Linked DNA regions of Zea mays: region 1 is linked to region 2. Evidence: chromatin contacts called from public Hi-C data. All regions are on one chromosome and are shown on one strand. Each heading gives the region's core, a stretch centred on a gene start, on an enhancer-like site or on the middle of the called end of the contact. The rest is flanking DNA. Distances are from core to core; before and after follow the strand shown.

The links. Hi-C and Micro-C count contacts between places; a contact is called where the count stands out from the background.
Region 1: a contact with region 2 is called in a Hi-C map of tassel, with 2.1 times the contacts expected there. The contact joins the promoter of LOC100285363 here to the promoter of LOC100279978 in region 2. A contact is called at or near these places in 2 of 25 Hi-C or Micro-C datasets (bundle sheath and tassel).

The regions. Positions count from the first base shown.
Region 1 is chr9:14,279,226-14,285,656 of Zm-B73-REFERENCE-NAM-5.0, reverse strand. It overlaps LOC100285363 (hydrophobic protein LTI6B), which reads right to left and starts at 4,743. Exons shown (of 2, transcript NM_001158255.2): 1 at 4,454-4,743; 2 at 3,978-4,380. The coding sequence starts at 4,549. The coding sequence ends at 4,249. It overlaps LOC103637972 (ABC transporter C family member 13), which reads left to right. Exons shown (of 36, transcript XM_008660967.3): 23 at 1-48; 24 at 146-293; 25 at 419-594; 26 at 691-802; 27 at 896-949; 28 at 1,142-1,264; 29 at 1,448-1,546; 30 at 1,659-1,751; 31 at 1,877-1,987; 32 at 2,060-2,221; 33 at 2,297-2,484; 34 at 2,629-2,818; 35 at 2,985-3,152; 36 at 3,468-3,820. The coding sequence ends at 3,548.
Region 2 is chr9:13,940,708-13,947,388 of Zm-B73-REFERENCE-NAM-5.0, reverse strand. It overlaps LOC100279978 (Serine carboxypeptidase K10B2.2), which reads right to left and starts at 2,706. Exons shown (of 10, transcript NM_001152926.1): 1 at 2,288-2,706; 2 at 987-1,094; 3 at 152-247; 4 at 1-65. The coding sequence starts at 2,558. It overlaps LOC100275680, which reads right to left. Exons shown (of 6, transcript NM_001149708.2): 3 at 6,316-6,489; 4 at 6,122-6,228; 5 at 4,655-4,977; 6 at 3,393-4,329. The coding sequence ends at 3,758.

The sequences.
Region 1 (6,431 bases), core at 3,494-5,993, 340 kb before region 2:
AGAAGAAGAGGCAAGGAAACAAGGCAAGGTTGAGCTTGGTGTCTACAAGTGAGTTATTTTGTGAACTGGAGTGCGATATACAATAGAATGATAAAAGTATTTCGGTCTTGTGTGATCTATTATTCATAATGGTTCTTTTTTACAGAAAATATGCAGCATTTGTGGGGTGGTCAACTGTTGTTTTAATATTCCTAAGCGCATTCTTAATGCAAACATCTCGTAACGGCAATGATATTTGGTTAACTTACTGGGTTGATACCAGCACAGGCACCAACAACACGAGGTTTTATCTTGTAAGACTACTTTCTACCAAGTGAATATGAACCGTAGTAATCAGTATGTTCAATTTGGCGTTCAGTTGTTCACGAAAGAAATATTTTCAGCACATTTATGCTCATTCAAAAACTTGCCTGTGCAGATTATCCTTGCTATGTTTGGCATCATCAATTCTCTTTTCACTTTGGGAAGGGCATTTTCTTTTGCATTCGGTGGCCTCCGTGCAGCAATCCATATTCATGCATCTCTTCTTGAAAATATCATCAGTGCACCGATTTGTTTCTTTGACCAAAATCCCAGTGGTCGGATCCTAAACAGGTTTGGTATCTTATTCATCAGATCACCTCTAGTTTTCAGTAAGCATCGAAAGATTGAAATGTCCCTTGGCCTTGGCAACGCTTTATGAACTTCCAGATTATCGTCAGACCTCTATGCCGTTGATGATTCTCTTCCTTTCATCCTCAATATATTTGTGGCCAACTTCTTCAGCTTATTCGGCACTCTGGTTGTTTTGTCTTATTCACAGGTAAATTATGTAAACAATAGTATAGGGCCAACCTTGTACCTCAGAAAGAAACTAAACCGCGTTTCTTGTATTTCATGAATGTTTGGTCTGCAGGTTTCCTTCTTACTCGTCTTACTTCCACTCTGGCTTATCTATAGGAAGTTGCAGGTACTGGTTTCATTTATTTCTGTATTGATGCTTAACTCATTTATCTCAACCTTTATAGACTACTATATAAAATCCATACTTTAATACATCAGTGTGTAACAGTTAATCCTCTTTTCCTCTTAGTTAACACAGTGCATCACGGTATATATCTATGGCGTACCATATGGAGAAAGAAACTAATGTTTTGTACAGTTCTATTACAGGTCTACATCACGTGAAGTACGGCGACTTGATAGCGTTGCTCGTTCACCAATCTATTCATCTTTCACAGAGACACTTGATGGTTCATCAACAATAAGAGCTTTCCAGAATGAAGTATGTTTCATTTTTCTTCCTGGGCTAGAAGGAAGCATTCTAATTGCATTTAGACAAATTCATAAGGATGTTAAAACATCATAACTTTCCTTTTGAACTCAAAAGTGTCACATATCAAAGGCACTAGCCCCTAGTGCTAGTGCTTGAGTGGTTTGTTCAAGATGCTGACAGTTCACTACACAGGGGTTCTTCTTTGAAAGATTCATCCAACATGTGACACTATATCAGAAAACGTCCTACACTGAGCTCGTTGCTAGTTTGTGGCTCTCGTTGAGACTCCAGGTGTATATTTTTTGTCCTGCTATAATAAAATAATCATGTACATGGAATTAGTTACTTTTATCCATCAGTGAGGCCTATAATCAGGCACTGCAGTGACGAGCAAACTGTTCAGTTGTTGGCAGGTTTTATCATTCTGTTTATCGCCATGATGGCTACTATCAGCTTCCATAGCAGTTCTCTTGTCAACTTTGCAACACCTGGACTGGTAGGTTTTATTGGACACAATTGCTGACCTTGTGCTTAGGCATTTCCATCTCGATGCAAATTATAAATATAATTCTGTTCAAAGTACTAGATACAAATCAATATTAAAAATAATATATATTGCAGGTGGGCCTGGCTTTATCATATGCAGCACCGGTAGTATCATTGCTCAATGGCTTCTTAACCACCTTTACAGAGACAGAAAAGGAAATGATCTCCGTGGAAAGGGTTGACGAGGTAACCCAAAGAATCTTATACTCTTATTCATCAAGCATGTCTCTAGCTCTAATAGTTTGATGATGCTTGCAGTACATTGGCATACCTCAAGAAGAACTCCAGGGATCAGAACCTCCACCGAGAAGCTGGCCAACGGAAGGGAAGATCGAGTTTGAACATGTAACACTGAAGTACAAGCCAGAGCTCCCACCTGCTTTAAGTGACGTTTCGTTCCTTATTGCATCAGGCATGCAGGTACGATGCTTCCAAGACTTCCACTGAATTATTTTGATTTTGTGAAGGTATCCTGAAATCTGTGCTGCCTTTTAGGTTGGAATAATAGGAAGGACTGGAGCAGGCAAATCAAGTATACTGAATGCACTTTTCCGCTTAGTTCCAATTTGGAACGGCCGCATATTAGTAGATGGCATTGATTTGGCTAAAGTTGCCGTCCGAGAACTCCGTGGACATTTTGCAGTGGTCCCACAGAGCCCCTTTTTGTTTGATGGGTCTTTGAGGTAACTACTGATCCTCTTTTTCAGAGTTTTCAGGCTGGCTTTTCACTGTTTTCATGCTGACTATTTTCATGCTTGCACTGATTAGGGAATAAACAAAAAATAATGTTCAACATTCAATATTTTAATAGTGAATATACATGACAGGGAAAACCTGGATCCTTTCAATACAAAAACAGATCTTAGGATATGGGAAGTTCTTGAAAACTGCCATATGAAGGGACAGGTAGAATCAATAGGTGGACTTGACATTCATGTGAAAGAAAGCGGTGCATCTTTTTCAGTAGGGCAGCGGCAGCTCCTATGCCTTGCCCGAGCCATCCTAAAATCATCCAAGGTACGGGCTATCTTATCATTGAAGTATATCTTATAGCAGATAAACAAATGTGCAAAAGCCTAATAAAATTCATCTGGCTAATTCTATCAGTTTTCATGATGAGTTAAAAAATCTCAGTCAGAGATGATCAAATAAGTGATGTATGTAATTGTTAATGATTCTGCAGGTGCTTTGTCTAGATGAATGCACAGCCAATGTTGACAACCAAACAGCCTCCCTGTTGCAAAATACTATTTCTGCTGAATGCAAAGGCATGACTGTTCTCACCATAGCGCATCGTATTTCAACAGTGATGAAGATGGACAATATTCTAGTTCTTGATCAAGGAAAACTGGTAAGTTGCGCTACTAGGATTGACATTTTGAAGGACCATTGCAAAAACCAAAGTGGAATGTGGGAATGAACTCAGAACATATGTACCGAAATAACATTTCACAAATCACAAGAATGATATATCATAACAAATACAAATGAGGATGCCACATCTGTTCAAAATTTATGTTAAACACAGTCTTAAACCAAGTGACAGACCAAAATGGATCAACGTTTTAATTCTATGACAGACCAGGTCATGAGTATGCTTTTGTTCAAATGCCTTATTGTCCGATTAAATGTCGGAGTTATCTAACACTATGCCGCTCCACTTTAGGTTGAAGAAGGAAACCCAGAAGCCCTTATGAATCACAGACACTCAAGATTCGCTCAGCATGTCAAGGCCTCTCAGATGTGATTATGGGAGCATGGTTTCCTACTATGTTATGCTAGGCCTTTTTACTTTTTTAGAGTTAGAACTTAGACAATATTTACTATGGAGCAATGAGCTTGTAAGAACAGTTCCGAATTGACACCACTAGCTAATATGGCTAATAGAGGCTTTGACCCTCTCCGAATCATTGAACATGATGATCCCCTAGCTGTTAAAATTCCATGCTTTGTTACTAACAGGGAATGGATCTCAGAACCTGTTTCTAAACAAGTACTGTTCATAAAACCCTTATTTCATCGATTGCTTTTCAGTTCTCATGGTTTTTGTTTTGGTAAGGAGTAGCTGTATTCAAGTCTAGTGGCATGGTGCTTGATTGCTCGCTAAAAGTTAGGCAATGCAAGGATGGATTGAAATGCAAAAGGCACAACGGGCAATGAGGGAAAATGCAGGGGATTTAATAACCATCTGCAGTTTCATTTCACAAGCACAACTGAACGAGGTAGCAAAGTAACCCTAACTAACTCCACAGATCCCGCAACACCAGATCTTAGTTTATGGAATGAATCCGTCCAGATTGTCAGATTCGACATACGAATTTACAGTTTACAGAAGGCCACAGGATGGATTTAGTTTACTAAACCAAACAAAAAGATGCACACAGCACAGAGGACGGAGGTAGCAGCAGAGACACGGACCAGAGCACCACGGGGACCGGTCCATCTTGTCATGCTACGTAGACGTAGTCGTCGTTGTCGCGGTGGCGGTGGGGGTCGACGGAGCAGATGACGTACACGGCGTAGAGGACGCCGGGGAGGTAGCCGAGGATGGTGAGCAGCACACTGATCCAGAACTCCATCTGCCCAGAAAGGCAACGGGCTGTAAGAGCAGAGCAAAGCAAGCAGGGAAGGGGAGGATAGAGCGGGACTCACGGAGCAGCAGCCGTGGCGGAGGCAGACGCCGAGGGGCGGGAGGAGGACCGAGCACAGCAGCTCCAGGCACCGGCAGCAGCACGAGCACAGGCCCATCTTCTTCCTCCACCTGCGGCCGACCGCGCGCGTGCAAGTGCTGATTGATGGCGTCTCCTCCGATCCTTCCTGGCGCGCTGCCCCGCTCGCTTGCTTCGGGGAGGTGAGAGAGATTCACGGCAGCCGAGCACGGACCGTTCTTTTTTCTCTTCTCTTCGAGCGGAAGGAGAGAAGAACTCCGCACGACGCGGTATGGCGCAAGCTGAGCCAGCAATGAAATTTTTACGTGTCACACCTAGAGATGGCAATGGGTAAAAACCCGCTGGGTATTACTTGCCCAAACCCGTACCCGCGAAGAAAAAATACGCCCGCTAAAAAACCCATACCCATGACGGGTATAAAATTTTGCCCAAACCCATACCCATGCGGGTTTCGGGTACCCAACGGGTTTCCCATACCCACTAACATCAACATAAAAAATAATTCATTATGTAAATGACAATCAATACATTAATAAGCTAGCATAAAAGGAGCAAGTGGTAACTAATTTTAGCCTAAATTTTGTTACATAAAGTTTATTTCAATTAGAACATATTCAATTAGTAATATTATGAGACATATTTATAAGAAATGTTAATTTTAAGGCGGGTTTTAAAAACCCATGGGTTTGCGGGTATGGGTAGTGGAAGAACAAACCCATGCCCACGTACCCGTTGGGTTTCCGTTTGAACCCATTAACAAACCCGTGGGTAGAGAAATTGACCCAAACCCATACCCTAATAGAGCAAAAACCCACCGGGTTTCGGGTAGCGGGTACCCATTGCCATCTCTAGTCACACCAGGAATCGAGATTACGTCTAAGACATTTTTTCCGTACCTGAGCCTTTCAATCGATTTTCTAAATATAGGAGACTACATAACACAATCTTAAATCTCTAGATGATAAACTCTCATGTTTTTTTCAGTTAACCCTTTAAAGTCCCTTAAAAAATCATATTAAATAAATTGTACATGCGCTAAAAGTATCACCGTCCTATTGAGAAAAACTCTTTTAATAAAACCTGATACATTGTAAAATGGAGTTTTTTTTTCATAATTTTCTCCACGCCCCTTTCATCATTTACCCTTTAATACGTGATATTTGTTTTCGTACCCTTAAATACGTTTTCTCCTCTAAAACATATCCTTTCAACCCTTAGGAACTCTTTTTAATGTTTTCTCCCCCAGCAACCTGAAATGACGCTTCTGGCCTTCTTATATCCACATGATGCTTCGGTCGTTCCATCCTAGCCTCTCTCTCTCTCCAAAACATAAAAAACAGAGACTAACACACAGCTTCAGGCATTACAAAATGTCCATATAACAACACATAGACATGTTTGGTAGGGTGGTCAGAACCTGACATGACTAGAAACCATAGCAAGGATGGAAACACCTGGCTGGCTAGAGGAAGCCCCCAGATGTCTGTTTTCGTTGCACCTGGCCCAAAGTGGTTGCACAATTTTAGATGATGTTTGGTTTACCTAGCTATGAGATTGGCTTAAGTTGTATTGTTGTTTAGTTGCGCTGGTCAGGCCATGATTTTTGAAGATTTTTGCTAAATATTTGTGTGAAGGTGTATACCGAGCTAAGTCTCCCTTTAGAATGTGGGAATTCTTTCTGTTTCAAGTGTTTTTCCTGCAAAAATGAATTGATTCCTGTGAAATTCTTGTATGAATCCTCCAAAATTTCTGCATTCCAAAGGGACTCTAAGTTTTTTGTTTTTTGTTGGAATGTGTGATGTCTGATGTTTTCAAATCATCATTTGTACATGATGGAGCATATCACCTCAGAACTTAGCCAATCATCACTTGTACGTAATGGAGCACTCCAGTGATTCAAAGACAAATCAAGTACTAGAACAAAGATCCTAGTGAGAATGTAGATCCTAGTGAGAATGTGT
Region 2 (6,681 bases), core at 1,457-3,956:
TTCGCGTTCCTTGTATTGAGGAAAGCGTTCAAGCCACTTCAGTAAGAATGCCAATGAATCCGTGGCTGTAAAATATTGAGAGAACCAGTGAGAAAATTCTAATAAAATTTCTTTCAGGGCCAGGAATACAATAGTGCAGGGACTACAGTACCAGTTCTTGCATCCCCATTTTTTAAAGCATCATCAGAGGTGTTTGAATATGAGTAACCAACACCAACAGGTGAATCAAGGAACAGTAAATTTGCAACTGCAAAACGAAAGACGTTATTAACAGATCTGTCCTTGAAGTAATGAAGTATAAAGGTGGGTTAAACAGTGTATAAGAACTGATACGCTACTCTTTTTCTTGTATCAAATGTCACACGGCTATCCTGACTTGTTCGATAGAAGAAGAAGAAAAAAAGACCATGTAAGCTTAGCTATAGAAAAATCTTAACAGTTTTGCTAAAAAGGAAAGTTCTAAAAAGAATGGAACAAGAGTTTTATCCAATATGGTTATCAGAACTTAGAAAAGGTTCATGAATCAATGGTCAAGTTGCACTTTGCATCTAACAGAACTGAAATCAACTCCACGACTAAAGGCAAGAATTTGTGCTAATAAGGTTGAGCTTAAGGAAAGATTAAAATCCAGGGAAAAAATTAGTTGGCAGGCATACTCGAAAAACCGTTCTTTCTTCTTTTTTTCATGTTCATCTTTTCACAGTTGTGATCCTTCCCAGATTGTATATACAAGCCTACCAGTTTGCTTCACAAAAAAGCAAAGGCTAAGAATGCTAAGCTACTGCGAAATGTAGTAAACTGCTGCCTAACTGAGGTTAGTTGTATAATAGAAAAAAAATACAATTTACTGACAGTATCAACAATCCAACAATCCGTGGAGATCGGAAACAAAAGTGCAAAGAAAAAACACATAACAACACATGCAGAAATTAAAAACGGAAAACAGTAGTATTGTTTGTGAACATATTTGTTTAATTGGATGGTACCTTTGTTCCAAGAATAAGGATTGACATGGACCCCCTTCCCATCTGCGTTAACATGGAAAGGTCCTACTTCTTCTCCAAGTCCAAAAGCAATGGACGAGCATCCAGGCCCTGAAAGATTTACATGAAGTAATTTAACTGATATATTGTGCTACCGTACAACAGATGAACTTCAGTAAAGAGAAACATATCATGGACCGGATAAGTCTACCAATAACCCAATGGTAACCTGTTGCCTACTAGTTCTACTTATATATGGTGGAGCAGCTCTGTCGATCTAGGTGATGGTCCTCGCAAGATTGGTTTCAATTCGCTGGTGATCCTTGGAGCTTGGGATATTTGGCAACACCGCAACGATTGCGTCTTCAAGGGGATCTCTCCTAATTTGTATAGTGTGTTAGGGTTGGCCGACGACGACCACACTCTGTGGTGTATGGCTGGGGCCAAGGGCCTTTCCATGTTGTTAGCTTTCGGGTGTGTGGGCTGTGGACCTGTCCTTTTTCTTTCTGTTTTCTTCTATTTATGAAATGATAAGCAGGTCTCCTGCGTGTTTGAGAAAAAAAAAGTTCTACTTATATATAGCTTAAATCTAATGCTCACGACCACCAACTCATGTAGCTTTATTAAAAAACGACAAATTAGATCACGATCTAGAGATCCAACTTGCTTGCATGCTTGCACAGTCGTCATTCAGAGAGAGAGTTGGGTGAAAATTAAAAGAGCTATCCAGACAATGGATACCCCTTTACTAAAGTTTAGTTAGTATCACATAGGATGTTTAAATGTAGTCTAATTACACAAATGAACATATGATAAGTAAATGTTTATTGTAGCATCACATGAGTGAATCATGGACTAATTAGTTTTAACAGATTTGTCTTGTCGTTTAATCCTCGTCTCTCTCTTTTTCTATTAAAGTTTAATCTTGATCGATGTAATTAGTTTTGTAATTAGAGTATATTTAATACTTGATCTAAACTTACGGCCCCCAAGCTAAATCCTAGTCCTGGCAAGAATGAGGGTACCACAAGCATCTGTGCATGTACACACAGCGCACGCAAGGCATCACTCTCGGCTCCCCTGTTAAAAAACAAGCTGGAGACCACAGGTCACCTACACCGAAGTCCGAAAATCCTTGGTTGCCCGATCCCCCGCAACCTCAATCAGATGATTAGTCCACAGATCTCCCCCAAGTACCCATCAGACCCAAACAGTCATCACAGTACGAAACGGATCGCGAAGCGAAGCACGCAGCAGGCGGGCGGGTGATAAGGTATGGGTACGTAGGTAGGTAGCGCACGCACCTCCGTTGAGCCAGAGCACGAGGGGCTTGGACCCCGGGTCCTTCTCGGCCTCAAAGAACCAGTAGAAGAGCGCAGCGCCGCGCTGCTCGCTGACGGTCACGTACCCGGCGTACTGCGCGAAGCTGGTGTTGAAGGCCTGCCCCGGCACCCGCGGCACCCGGTCCCGCGCCTGCTCCTCCCGCCACCTCCCGTCCCCGGCGGCGGCGGAGGCCACGACGACGGCGACGGCCAGTAGGAGGGCGGGCAAGAGCACTGCGGATCGGTAGGCCATCGTGGGCGACGACTCCGGCGCGAGGTTAGCGGGTAGCAGAGGAGCAGTGGCCTAGCTGGTAGTACTAGTAGCGGCCAATCAACGGCGCTCGTGCTCTGAATTCGTATTCATTCATTCATAATAAAAACTCCGCACGGGAACCGTTGCGGTTAAGGTTGGGTGAAGCGCAAGCGAAGTCTGCGAAGCGAAACTGAAAGAGAGGAAAGTGTGCGGCTAGCTGGCGGGACACGCGAGCCGCCGCCCGTGAGGCTATCCTCAGTGCCATATCTTTGATCTATAATCCTTTAGTCGTCAAGATTCCTTACTTTATATTATAATTTTCCACACTACCGCTATATATATATTCCTTCTATATCAACTATTAATACATATTTTATTCATTCTAATTCCACTATTATATTTTTTCCTTTATATAACACACGATTTCTTGCTATGGTCAATACTAGTATCATAACGATTTGCACGCGCTATAAATATAATTGATGAAATACTGTAGCTACGCAACTATGCCGCGAAATATATAGCGTATACAACACTGCGATCTGGTCCCGTGAGCGGGGTGACAGACTTGCAGTTGCAGGTGAGGAACTAGCATGATGATGTGTTTGGTCTTGGGTGCGGATCGTGTGATTATGTTGGGTGGAGCGCGGCACGGCCCGGCACGCCAACGCCATCAGCCCATCACGTGCACACCAAGCCACGGTCTATTTTGGTTTGACATGATTATAGTCGCGTAAAAATTAAAAGCCAACCTAACAGACCCAAAACTAAAAACGGGACCGAGTGTTTGAGTTATGGCACAAAATTAACAACGAAACTGAGTGGTTATGAGTTATGACAGATGAAAACATTACATTCACGTCAATCTGGAACATGTCAATCTGAAAACCTTACGTTCATGACAGATCGAAACAACCTTTATATACACGTCAATCAGGAACATACAGGGTACCAGTGGAGGTGCCGCCTGAAAATTAAGCTCAGAAGTTTTGCGTGGGACACGATTGAGTTAAAAGAACCAACGAACATCTCAATTTTTCCACTACCCATTTCAGTCGCGAAACACACAGCTGGGGCAACCTACCGAGTGTCACATTTACAGGGCGGGGAACTGGTGCACCAGAATACAACCTACCGGATTTCTTATTGCTTGGGTACAATCTTTACAGCATAAGGGCGCGAGGTCTTGACTTCCAGCTTCAGTTCTCTGTACCCTCTGGTATCTTGAAGAGGAACTGTGGTAGCGAGGCAATGCGGGGGAGGTTAGTCAGCAGCTCCCCAAACGAATCCTTTCTTGACATGGCTGGTAGATTGGTGGCATCTGTAGGTTTCCCAGTTGGTGCAGAGCTGAATTCTTCGTCGGAACCATCCGAGGCTTCAACACCGATGCTGTCGCTGTCATTTGGCTCAGGTTTTGGTTTGGTAACCGGCACTGTGTCTTTCTGAATCAAACAGCAGAGGGAGTCCACCCTGGCCATCAGTGATCTCTCGTCTGAAGCAGAAACCGGTGGGCCTTGTGTGTCACCAAGAAGGTACTGAGCAATCCCCTCAAGTGTTTCTTTGGTCGGCACCTCGTTGTTGGCCAACGCCGGATTGCCTGAAGTGATCTGCTCTGAGATGCAGTTGCCTAGGTGGTTCACAAAATCATCCACAGACATCGATGGTCTAAGCCCAGGCACCTTCAATTGACTCCACCAGTGGGGAATAGTGAATTCTGGTGCTGCACCATTCACATTTCTGCCAACAGCTTGTACACCTACAGCACCAACTCCTGTAAAAATGCCTGTGGGGTTAGAAAGAGTAATTAAAATATTTGCAGATGTATCTTGTGATCATGTGAAACACCTTGAAATTTTGATTCGACGACAGGAGAGGATTAGAGAATGTGCAGGCTAGCACATCAGCCATATATTCAATCTTAGATATGCATCTAACGAAAGAACTAAAGCAAATCATGTACATGGTTGCCTCACATACAGATAGGGGGCACTTATACTTTAAGGTGCTGATAAGCAGAGCAGTAAGGCAGCGCAACTCGCAACGTGCTGCGAGAGCGGAAAGGAATGAAGAAGATGCCATCACAGGATTTAAATTACCTGTTCCTACTGTCTGAGAAAGATATTCAGCTGTCATTCCAATGGAATCATTGTTTTCATTCTTAGCAGATATGGAGGAACCAGCACATGGTGACACCGGGCCTGAATAGCCAGGTAGAGCCTCATGTTCATCTTTCAAATTAGTAAACCCAGCACATTTTGATTCAACCGGATCCTCAAATATTGAGCTCCTAGGTTCAAACAACGCAGAGTCTAATGTGATTTCCGGTTGTTGACTCAATTGATATAGCCGCTGATCACACTGAATAAGCTTCTCAAAATTCTTGCTCAACAAGGTTGAAGGGCACTGCAGAAAATGCCGCCTGCAAACTTTTGAATAATCAGAATACTGAACAAAGGAGTAGAGGCTCAACTAGTATAAATGGTGCTCTGTTATAAACCAATGTTCTGAGTAGTAGACGATACCACTCTGTTATAAACTTATAATCAAAGTTCAGTGTCATAGATAATACCATGGACCATATCTTTACTAAATAGGTACCTGGTTCCGAAAAGCTACATTTGAATGCATGCCAACATACCTTTTCCCTTCCCCTTATGCGGTGTGAAAGTCTATATGGATTATTTTAGAGCCCAGAGAAGAAGGACAATCTAACAAGGCTGTCTCCAGCAGCCTCTCTATCCCACTGTCTATTTAAAACTCCACTTTGTAAACAGTGCGGTCTACAGTGCAAAACAGTACTTTGCACGCCCATATACACAAACCTGCTGGAGATAGCCTATTTTTTGCCATCTTTACGAGGTGGATGGCAAACAAAATGCCATGTCAGTGACTGGTTATTTAGTGTCATCCGTAAAGATGGCAAATAGTTAAATGTCCTGAGGAAGACTGGATGAGGTCCTATGATGCACATAAGTGCATCAGTAACTGTACATAGTACGTGGCCATATAATCAGTGACAAAACATAAAGGATAGAAAGACAAAATCTTTCTTTTTTTTTACTTGAAACAGTGATAATGTCTCCTTATGTTAATAGATTTATAAGTGGCTCCTAAGCAGATTGGATCTAGATATGATACAACTCAAGTCAAAGTGATCCACAACTAAAGAATTTATCCCTTAGCAATACAACTAAAACAAACAATTTTAAAATGTGTCCTACAGTACCTAACTGCTCCCAAAAGGGGCAATCTGTTCTAATAACAAACATGAGCCAGAAACTTAGTGCTACAGAATCCCAGGTAAGCATCATAAATATCTTCGGAATGCAACCAGAGCCAACAAAAATGGAGCGATAAAGCAAAAAACATGCCGCGCTAGTACTACAGAACCCCAGATAAACATAGTAAATATCTTGAATGCCACCAGAACATCTAAATGTAAAGCAGATAAGCTATGCTTTATACTCCAACAGTACTATGTGTATGAGGTACTGCCAGATATATAGGAGCAATCTTCTCATATGAGATCCATTTCAATTACGAGCCCTCAACGATTATAGTACCTGTGCACACTCGCTTGACCACCAGTGAAATCTGAGGTAGCCTGCCACAGTGTGTGTTTTCTTGGCTGCGGATCTGTCTCTTTAAAGAAAAGAGGTGGTCTGGCCAACTTCAGGAAAAGGAGAACGCCTCAGAATCGAAACAGAGGTAGCGAACTAAAAAGAAAAAAGAAACAAACATCTCCAGATAAACGTACCGCCACGTCCAAGGTTCCTTGGCCATTTTCGGGGCAAGTTGCCTTCAAAGCAGTAATATCTGACCATTGAATCTCTATCTTACTCTTAAGGCCACCTTCCAGAACTTCCCACACAAGTTTATGCTTTGCAAAGTAACACTTTGCCACCAAATCACCTTCGTACCGTGACACATACTGCACAAGAACAGAGAGAACTTTAATTAAGACATTTAAGGGCAAATTTCGTCCTGGTGAACTATTATATGAATTACTGGATGTACTGGCATGCACAGAGTTTTGCTCTTAAACAATTGTTGCAACAAAAGATACATAAAAGATTGGATAACAAAGAAGATGCATCGGTGTTGCACACTTGCACTAACAGTT